2 separate regions of the Capsicum annuum genome follow, and region 1 is linked to region 2. The links are chromatin contacts, called in public Hi-C maps. All regions are on one chromosome and are shown on one strand. The core of a region is the stretch at or near the end of the contact, and the rest is flanking DNA. Distances in the headings are between cores, read along the strand shown.

Region 1 (5,380 bases), core at 2,434-4,933, 590 kb before region 2:
TAAAGACTAGTCTTTCTTTCTTTTTAAGTATAGTACAAGTATAATTTTTCCCTTCTATACCTCGAATATTTTAAAAATTTTCATACTTATTTGTCTCTCAAATTCTATTTTTATTTTTCTTATTTTCACTTTTTTATTTTTTCTTTAATTTTATTTTCATGTTTTAATTTATTTATCTCAACCTTTATTTTTTTCTATTTTTTTCCCAAACATTATCTATTTCTCCATTTTTTTTAATTCATTTGTCTCAACCTTTAATTTTTTGTTATTTTTTATTTTCACCATTCCCCCTTTTCCCCTCATTTTTCTCAAACTTTATTTTTATTTTTATCTTCTCATTTTTGTTTTTTCTATTTTTATTTTTTTCTTGCCTTTTTTTCTGAATCTCTTTTTTTTATTTCTCTATGTTATTTGATCTCTTTTTTTTTTCCTCAACTTCTATTATATTTTGCTAATAAATAAAAAATTGGATAATCCACAAAATAATCTTCTTTTTTGATATCAAAACAAATGTAAGGGCATGGATTGTTGTTAGAAAGTTGTTTGATATAAGTTTTACCTCTAAGGCAAAAATTATAGAGCAGCTCATAAATCAAGGTACAATGTGGTGGTGTCAAGTTTTGCTTGTGGAGCATAACTTGTTGTTTGAAAATCCTTGAGTTAAGTCTTGCTTCTAAGGCAAGAGTTATAGAACATCTCATAAATTAAAAATAATGTGGCAGTATCAACACTTGTTGATTGGGTGTAACTTTTTATTTTGGGAGGTTCTTGGGCTAAGTTTAGAGGCAAGACTAATAGAGCATTATATAAATAAAAAAATAATACGATAGCTTCAACTCTTTTTCATGAGGCGTAACTTGTTTGCTAAGTCTTGCCTCTAAAGCAAAAGTTATAGAATATCTCATAAATCAAGACACGATGTGGTATTGTCAACTCTTGCCCATAGAGCGTAACTTGCTGTTTGAAAGTCCTTGGACTAATTCGAGCCTCTAATGCAAGAGTTATAGAACATCTCACAGATCAAGACATAATGTGGTAGTGTCAACTCTTACTCATGGGGCATAACTTGTTATTTTCCTTGATTTATAAAACATCTCATAAATCAAGACACAATGTGGTAGTGTCAAATCTTGTATGTGGAGCGTAACTTGTTGTTTAAAAGTCTTTGAGCGAAGTCTTGTCTCTAAAGCAAGAGTTATAGAATATCTCATAAATTAAAACATAATATGATAGCGTCAACTCTTACCCATAGGGCGTAACTTGTTATTTGAAAGTCCTTGGGCTAAGTCTTGCCCCTAAGGCAAGAGTTATAGAATCTCTTATAAATCAAAACACAATGTGATAATGTTTACTCTTGCCCATGGAGCTAAGTCTTTGGTCTAAGTCTTGCCTCTAAGAAAAGAGTTGTAAAATATCTCATAAATTAATACACAATGTGATGGTGTCAATTCTTGCCCATGGAGCATAACTTGTTGTTTGATGGTCCTCAGGCTAAGTCTTACCTCTAAGACAAGAGTTATAGAGCATTTCATAAGTAAAAACACAATGTGTTAGTGTTGACTCAGGCCTAATATATGTAACTTGTTTGAAAATTCTTTGGATAAGTCGTGTTTCTAAGGCGAGAGTTGTAGAACATCTCATAAATAAAGACATAACGTGGTAGTGTCAACTCTTGCCCGTGGGGCATAATTTGTTGTTTGAAAGTCCTTGAGCTAAGTCTTGCCTTTAAGGAAAGAGTTGTGGCACATCTCATAAATGAAGACATAATGCGGCAGTGTCAACTCTTGCCCGTGGGGCAAATTTATAGTTTGAAAGTCTTTGAACTAAGTCTTGCCTCTAAGCAAGAGTTATAGAGCATCTTATAAATGAAGACATAATGCGGTAGTGCCAATTCTTTCCCGCGGGACATAACTTGTAGTTTGAAAGTCCTTGAGCTAAGTCTTGCCTCTAAGGTAAGAGTTATAGAGCATCTCATAAATCAAAATGCAATGTGGTAGTGTCAACTCGTACTTATGAAACATAACTTGTTGTTTGAAAGTCATAAGTCTTGCCTCTATAATGTGGTAGTGTCAACTCTTGTCCATGAAACGTAGCTTGTTGTTTGAAAGTCATAAGTCTTGCTTTTATAATGTGATAGTGTCAATTATTGCTCATGAGATGTAATTTGATTGGAAGAAATCGAAGAATAGAACAAAAATAAAAAAAATTGCGAAAAAAGAAGAAAATGAAGAAAAATATTAAAAAAATAAAAATCAAAGAAAATGTAGAAGTTGAGAGAGAACGGAAAAAAAAAATAAAGGTTGATAAAAATAAAAAAATAAAAAATAAAAATAAAGTCCGAGATTTTTTTTTTTTAAATAATAAAAATCAAAGATTTTTTTTTTATAAAGTATACGCTAAGAGGAGTAAAGAAAAAAAAAGGAAGGATTGGCAAAAACAAAAAAGAACAAAAAAAGGAGGAAAGAAAAAATAAAAAACTCAAAGTAAAATAAAAAAGAAAAAAAAAAGAAGTTAAGCGGAAAAAAAAAAAAGTGAGGGTTGAGAAAAATAAAAAATCAAAATAAAAAATAAAAATTAAAGTAAAATTTAAAAGAGAAAAAAATAACAATTGAAAAATGAATAAACATGAAGCTGTTATATGAGAATCATTTATGTAATTTATTCAATTGATTTGGGATAATTTTATCTGAAAATATATCACTTAATAGCTGAAGACTACTTTTATAAAACTTTTTTATTTGAGGTCAAAACTTGAAAGCGCCTGAAGTTATTCTGTAGTTTTCCCATTTTCCTTTCTCGTAAATCATCTAGTATATAATTAGGCCTAGATAGACTGATAGAGCTTCTAATATAATTAGGCTCAAAGGTGGTCCCACATGAAAACGATAGGTATATACATGCACTTGTTAACTTATAGAAAAAATTATTGAACACTCTTAACGCACGAGTTAGAATTTAAGGTGTAAGCTACAAACGCAGGACCTCGTTGTTGTAAATTGGAGCTATAACTATCACTCCACATAGCAAACCTTACAAATTAAAGTCATTTAATTCATACTATACATTAGTACACTAATTCTATGTGTGTTCAATAAAATTTCGCTCGAAACGGGATTGCTTGCTTGACATGTTTTAGCTAACATGCACGTCTTTGATGGTGTTAAAACCCAGAATTCGCCCTTGATTAGGCTTAATTAGAGTAAGAAAACATAACTTATAAGATTGGTGTTAAGAAGCAATGCTTGCACCCAAAAGAAAAAGTAAAGGAAAGAAAACAAAAATGCCACTCCTAATATATTTTGGCAGATTGCATATGAATAAAAAGAAAATACTATAAAAAGAGAAAAAAAAGTTATGCTCCAATAGAAAAGAAGGTGGTGTTTGTATCAATGTGGATAGGGTCACGTTATCCCAAGTCTCCTCCAGGAGTTTTGAAATGCATGCCATGTCAGTACTGTCATCTGCCACTTCACAAACTCCTTCCTATCAAAACACTGCATCAGATTGCATATCCCTTACACCCAATCACAACCCAACACTTGGCACTCCCACAACCACCAGAACAAGCTTTAAGCTAGTATCTCCACTCCAAATACCATCCACACTTCTCACTTTCTCATCATCAACACACTAACTGATCGATATCACCTTCAATTATCCAAAGCCAGCTTCACCGGTTAGCTATGGCTGCAGCTACCTCCCTGTACGTCTCAGAGATGCTCGGAAGTCCGGTCAAGTTCAGTGGTGTGGCAAGGCCTGCTGCTCCTACTCCTGCATCATCCCCTGCCACCTTCAAAACTGTTGCCCTTTTCAAAAAGAAGTCTGCTGCGGCTCCTGCCAAAGCTAAGGCCGCCGCTGCCTCCCCTCTTGACGATGAGCTCGCCAAGTGGTACGGTGAGTAACATATATTCGCCTTTCCTAACATATTATTACTCCCTCTGTCTCAAAATAATTGTCACCTTAGCTCATTTTAGGCCCATTAAGAAAAATAACACGTATAATTATAGTTAACTAAGCTAACAAAACCAGTGTGTTGGAATAAAAAGATGAAAATATAGGAAGGCTTTTTTAATTTATATGCTTAACATCTGCAAATATTTTCAGGACCGGACAGAAGAATTTTCCTGCCCGAGGGTCTGTTGGACAAATCAGAAATCCCAGAGTACTTGAACGGAGAAGTTCCTGGAGAGTAAGCCTCTATCTACTTCTATATATGCTTTTTTCTTTTTTTTCACATTTGTCTTCTTTTCTTCTTGATAGTCCTGCATCTCATAATTTAGCTGAAAAATTATACTGCTAACGTAAAAGAAATTACGAGTGTATATATAAAAGAATTTTTTTTCTACTTGCTGCAGCTACGGTTATGATCCTTTTGGTCTCAGCAAGAAGCCAGAAGACTTCGCCAAGTACGTGTACTAGTGACACATTAATTAATTACACTTTCGTATGTCAATTTTGTTCTTGTTGTTTTTGGAGATTGATCTAAGTTTAAAATTGCTCGATCTGGTGCAGATATCAGGCATATGAACTGATCCACGCCAGATGGGCTATGCTCGGTGCTGCTGGATTTATTATCCCTGAAGCCTTCAACAAATTTGGTGCCAACTGTGGTCCTGAGGCTGTTTGGTTCAAGGTATATATCGCAATTATATTAATTGCACCTGTCTTGATTGGTTAAATGTGAGGGAAATGCTCAGTATGAAATTTTGTCTCGTGTGTAGACCGGAGCTTTACTTCTAGATGGAAACACATTGAACTACTTCGGAAAGAACATTCCCATCAATCTTGTTCTAGCTGTCATCGCAGAGGTTGTTCTTGTTGGTGGTGCTGAGTACTACAGAATTATAAATGGCTTGGTGAGCTCTCTTATTACTACCACAACTATATTACTTCTTAAATGACTATTATATGCACAAGTCATAGTTGAGTCCATGAATTCCATCACCACACTTTTCGCGACATTGTAGCTTCATCAAAAAAAAAGAATTATGTGCAGTGACAGTTGTGGTTAATAATTCGCAGGATAGCTTTGGCTAAAATCCTATATTTATGTCAACAAGTCACTTAGTATTTATAAAACATTTATCCAGAACCTAATAACTGCTTTTCTCTAGAATCTAGAAACAAGCAAGCTGTTTTTTTTTTTCTGAACTCTAGAACCCATGAAGTCAAAATACTTCTATCAGATTTGCTGCTCCCATTTGATTAGATTGTGGACAGGGGTGGAGTTAGAGTATTAACACTCAAGTTTGGACAAACTCAATAACTCTCTTTAAATCTTGTGAATCCAATAACTAAAACTAGTTACGAATTTGATAGCAAATTCAAAACCCATAAACTTTAAATCTTGAATCTGTCTCTGATCATGAATTCAACAAAT
Region 2 (5,993 bases), core at 318-2,817:
AGAATAGGATAACAACTCCTATAAAATGAGCCACTTAGAATCGAGCTTCAGTCAGTGAAACTAGTAGTTTTCTTTAGTCACATTTCCCATTTACAATCTGAATATGTCTGGTCTGGATGACAGAAGATCTACAAGTAAAAATTATTAACGTCTTCACAAAATAGATTATAACTTATGCGATGAATGTATAACTAACCGTTGATATCTGGGAGAATGGAACAAAACCACGAAGGCCCTCGACCAGAGCGACCACTCCACCTTTATTTGCGCCGACCAACTGCAAAACCATCGACAGAAACAAGACTTGGATCATTGACATAGAAGTGAATGCCCTGCTAAAGCAGTGTGCTATGCAGAGATGACAGCAAGAAGGTATGCCTAGTGTTGGTTAATAAAAAAATAAGATCCAAAATCATGATACACAGTGACATTCCAAGTCATCATAGAATTTCATTTCTGGTATTAATAATTTAGAGGAAACACATACCTTGCCTTTGACGACTACGTCTTCAGCTTGTAGCTGCCTGCATCTCTCCCATGCAAGGTCATACTGAATTGATCGCAAACTCAAAACCAAACTATCATCAGCTTCATTTTCACCAACTACGACAAACTCCTCACGCAAGCCAGGAAATATTCCGGCTTCCTCTACATGTTTGATGGTGTGAAGTGAGGCCTCACGTATAGGCAAGTATGCAGATGATTTTGCAGTGATGTCAACTAGAGCTCCATTTGCTTCTACAGAAAAAACTGTTCCTTTCACCTAAACAGACAAAAATCAAACTTTTCGTTCGCTGTTGACAATCAGAGTAGTAACTTTTATACTTGAGCTATAAGCCATTTTTGACTAACCAAGCTAATCTCAAAAATCCAGTGATAGACTAAAGAATACGATTTACTATTGTCTACAAAATAACAGATTTCAATCGAATACAAAATAGACACCTCATAGCATTGTGTTTATCATTTTACAATTTGAGGGAAAAAACAACACTCAATTAGTAGAAAATTAGTTGAGAAAGAGAAAAGAAGAAATTCAACCTTGGTACCAACTTCGGAATCAAAATCATATTTTTCAAGGGCAGAATGAAAATCATCAACAGTAAAGGCAACACCTTCCATAGGTGTAGTGCGACATCTCTCATAGGCATCCTCAAATATCTCCTTAAGCTTTAGTCTTTCTCTCGTTTGTGCATTTGTGACCACTGCTGCAGAAGCTTGTGCTGCTATTCTTGCCTTTTGGATCTGCTGCTTACTCTGATGATTGATGCGATTGACAAGCTTCTTTGTTGAAATTGGTGGGCACTTCAACCCAACGAACTGCCGTGCCAAAGAAGCCATTTTTGGTAATCTCAGGAAATGAATAATTCGTTACTCGCCAGCTTCTTTGGGTAGATATAGATAAGATAAAAGGAACAAGAACAGAAACACCAACGCAACACGGTCCCACTTCACCTCTAATGGGTCGTTTGGTGCGGGATATTCCGATAAATAGTTTCAGAATAAAAGATAATTCACAGATAAAATTGTTGTCTTGTTTGATTGCAAATTTGAAATAATTTATTATATTATGAGATTAAATAGTATGGATATGCTTCTATCCTCTAAAATTATTCATTTTAAATTTTTTTATTTAATTTTTTATTTTATTTATTTTTTTATTAATTAAGATAAAATAATTTTTTTCTATTATACCCTTAATAATTGATTATTCCTTATTACTAGCATTGAATTATCAAATCTTGAAAAATATTATAAGAAATTTGGTAATCGTATGATCCTAATTATTCATGCAAAAAATATTTTGGTACCATCCATATAATAACTCCGTCAATATTAGAATTAACAACATGACACAATTAACAGGGGTAAAATGATAAAGTTACATTATCGATCATTGTTTTCTTAATAGTTGTGCCATTTCAATTTGGGACGGAGGGATAAGGTTATTACATCCTTTTGGTATAATAATTTCTAAATAATTCATCTTCACATAAAGTCATAAAATAACAAAATTATCCTTCAAATCCTTCGATTATAACTTTTCACATATAGAAGGTGAAAGATATTTCTATAAATAATAATATATTCTTAGAAAGAATGTAATGTATAGTATTATTTTTAGTACTATAAATCATACAACCACTAAAAAATTATATCGAAATAACTAATTTCAGGATAATTAATCTCAACATAACTAGTCTCGGCATAACTTGTTTTCAAATTAAACGACCCCTAAATTTCTTAGCTGGCTTTCTTTAAGACAATTGAGTGGTAGGAGACAAATAAGTTTGAAATTTAAAAAGGTGACAATTTTGAGCAATTAAGGTGAAATTTTCAATTAATGTTTGATTAAGCTAATTTATGTGTGAAGTGTAATTTTGAAAACTTTTAAACTTTAAAAAGAATTCCCTCTCAATTCAAATTTTAAAATTTAAAACTTTCCCCTACCTTATCTTATTAATATTTCTTTCTTTTTTTTCCTCTTTTTTCTCTCTCATATTTCTCTTTTCCTTCATCTTTTTTCTACTTTTTCTTTGTCATTTTTTTCTCACAATCATCGCTACTAAGACGTTCATCTTTTTTATTGCATTATTCTTCTTGCTATTCTCTTTCTCTTTTTATTTTTATTTTTATAAATTATTTTCTTTTAATTTTGAGAACTTTAAAAAAATGATATTCTTTAGATGTTTGAAGAAATTATGCAAAAAATCAAGCAACTACGATAGTTGCTTCAACAACTGCGGTAGTTGCTACAATAATTGGGTAGTTTCTATAGCAACTGTGATAGTTGCTACATTAAGTATGATAGTTGTTGCAACGAGTGTGGTAGTAATTGCAGCTAGGACTAGACATATTTTGATTCAAACCGAAAAAATGGGAAAATTCAAATCGAAATTTAATTTTGATTTCATTTTTCAATTCTTTGGATCAAATTCAAATTTTAGAAATTCAGTTAATTGATTCGATTTTTAGTTTTTCAAAAAAAAATTGGTTATATCGAAAAATCAAAATTATATATATGTAGTTATGTATTATGTAAAACTTATAGTTATTTCATTTCATTTTCAGTTATGTATTATGTAAAACTTATAGTTATTTCATTTCATTTCATACATGTTGAGTTATTTATATTTGGGAATGAAAAATAGGTTTAAAAAAATTATTTTTCTAAAAAATCATTAATTTTAAATGGTTAGTCATAGTAAAGAAAGGCTCACTACTTTAATCTTCAAAATCAAAATCAAAATTTAAAATAATCAAATCGAATTTGTACAAATCGAACCAAACCAAATTTATTTCAGTTTGATTACGGTTGGCATTTTCTTCAATCCAAAAATTAAAAAATCAAACCGATATTAAACAACCAAATCGAACAAACCGAATGTCCATCCTTAGTTACAGCAACTGTGGGTAGTAAGTGCAGATAGCAACTCGGTAGTTGATGCAGTAACTCGATAGTTGCTGCAACAACTATTATAATTATTGTGTTGCAGCAATTGTTGTAGTTATTATAATAGCTGTGACAATTGTTGCAGTATTTATTGTAGGTGCTACAATAGCTACCGTTATGTTGTAACAATTAGGACAGTTGTTGCAGCAACTTGGACAACTGCTTGCTTTTCTAGCAAAAGATGTGGTAGAAAAATCGATGAAGAAGAAGATGATAGTTATGGCAGAGGAGGAAGTGGTAATATTGGTGGTGTAGAAGAAGAAAATGGTGGTGTTGGTGGTAGTGATAAAGGAAGAGGAATAGGTAATTGTGTAAGAGAGATGAAATGGTGGTTAAAGAGGAAGAGAAGGAGGTGTATTGATGATAACGGAGAGAAGATGATGGTGGTTGCGGTGGCAATAGAACGGTTGAAGAAGGATGGGATGGGGGTGGTAAAAATAGGGTCATTGTGTAAATAATGAAACTTGAGAGTTTTAAAATTAGGATTATTAACACTAATCTTAAAATTGTCAACTCTACTCAATAATTAAGACTCATGTCACTCTTTTTAAGTTTTAAAATTTTTTTATCACCAATTAATTTCCTTCTTAGTGCCTGTTTGAAATGAAAAGTTGATCAAAATAGTTTTTAACCATTTTTTACTATTTGAAGAGCTTCACAACTTACAAAATCACTTAAAAGGTTAAAATTTGCTTTGTAAAAGTCAAAAGTTAAAAGTAAAGGACCCTCTACGTTTTTAGTTTTGGCTTATAAGCCATTATGGTTTGACCAAGTAAAAAGCATCTATGTCCCTTGAAATTTTCACATATTCCAAAATTACCTTCATGTTTACCCTAAAACATTGTTCTCTTCACCACTCCTCATATCTAAAGTCGCAGCTCTCTAGATCCTTTCTCAATTAATGCATATTACTTCGAGATTCTGCAGTAAGTTCTCTTCATCTTTTCATTTTCTCTCTAGTTTTTCTTTTTTATATCCATGTTTGTGTTTTCTCATTTTTTTTGTGTATTTTTTTAAATGTGTGATAGCAATTTGATGTTTTGTGAAGTTGATGTGTAAACAAGAAAATTTCATGAACAATAATAATTTGAGGCCTAATTATATAGTTATATTTTTTTAATTATGATTCATAGCTATTATTTTGGAGTTAAATACATTCTCTCTGTATTTGTTGCCTCAGGGTTGTATTTATTTGCTCAACCTCATTTTATAAATACATTTAGAATTTCACACTATATGTGCTAGTTGTTCTCCTAGCCTAGTTGTATTAAGATGTTTAAATATGAAAGAATCATTAAACAAGAATTGTAATACGCAAAAATATGTAACTTTATATTTGCACTTCAATACACCATTTCTTGATAGAAAGAATACCTTCTACTTTACACTTTCTAAGCTCAAATTTCATGATATTTGAAAATTTGTTCATCTTAAATTGTAATAATATTCTTAAGGGCATGTCTTGGGGTATTTTTATAAAATAACTTCCTTATCATTCTCTTTAATTAATTGTGAAATATAAGAAATATTTAAATATTTTGGGCAACCAACATAGTATTTGGGAAAGCCACCCTTTCATATTTATCTAAAAGTGGTACACATCACACTTGTGTGATGTACTTTCAATAAGCTTCTCTCTTAAGTTTCATTTGTTCTTCCTGAAAGAACTCCAAACTTCTTCTGTATTCACAATTTGTTTCACTAAATTAATTATAAAGACTTTTTATTTTTGACAAAAACTCAAGATACTGCCTCCTTTGTGGTAAGTGTGCTAATATCATTTTTGAATTGTTTACCTTCTAGTAATTTTAGCATTATATCATTGTGTAGAGCTCTGTTTTAATGTATAAATATAAATTAAAATTTACTAAATTATTGTAGCCTCTCAAAGGAAAGTACATATGTCTTCGTACCATTTCACAAGACTCTACCGGTCTAATTTTTATATGAAAAAATTGATGAACTTGGGAATTCCATTTTTATCATGATTCAAATGGTCATGAGCGACACCCACACTAACTGTCCGGCGAAAAAACTATTTAAACTAATTACCAACCTAGTCATTTAGCCATTTTAAGACAGAATATCATAAAAAAATTTAATAATAATAAAATTCAAAACTAATCAATTAGTAAGTGCAGAATCATCAACTATCTATTACAATTTTCAAGACACAAAAGTTATCATACAAGAACATTCTAAAAACCATAAACTAAAGTTTGAATAAATATCTCAAAAATAATAGTAAAGGAAATCTCATTATCCAAAACAATAGACAGGCCAATGAGAAGATTCAATGGCGACCTAAAGATACATGCTCACCCTTGGATCGATAAGTTGCACTCAAAAAAAGAAGAAGATCACATACATTATTAGTTCAAATACTATATATTGGTAGGTATCATCTGTCGACCTAACTTAAAAGTCATACATAATCATTAAACAAATGCGAGCAACAAACAATCAAGACATACTAGTAATTACATCACAATTTACTACTATTCATAGATTAACCTTTTAAGTAATATAACAAACCAAT

Evidence for each region. Hi-C and Micro-C count contacts between places; a contact is called where the count stands out from the background.
Region 1: a Hi-C map of placenta shows a contact between it and region 2, with 3 times the contacts expected there. The contact joins the promoter of LOC107879547 here to the promoter of LOC107879536 in region 2. A contact is called at or near these places in 2 of 5 Hi-C or Micro-C datasets (leaf and placenta).

The regions. Positions count from the first base shown.
Region 1 is chr1:133,841,603-133,846,982 of UCD10Xv1.1, reverse strand. LOC107879547 (chlorophyll a-b binding protein CP26, chloroplastic) reads left to right here and starts at 3,683. Exons shown (of 6, transcript NM_001325124.1): 1 at 3,683-3,894; 2 at 4,105-4,189; 3 at 4,356-4,406; 4 at 4,513-4,633; 5 at 4,722-4,856. The coding sequence starts at 3,684.
Region 2 is chr1:133,251,712-133,257,704 of UCD10Xv1.1, reverse strand. LOC107879536 (30S ribosomal protein S1, chloroplastic) reads right to left here and starts at 1,567. Exons shown (of 7, transcript XM_016726564.2): 1 at 1,042-1,567; 2 at 488-763; 3 at 197-277. The coding sequence starts at 1,341.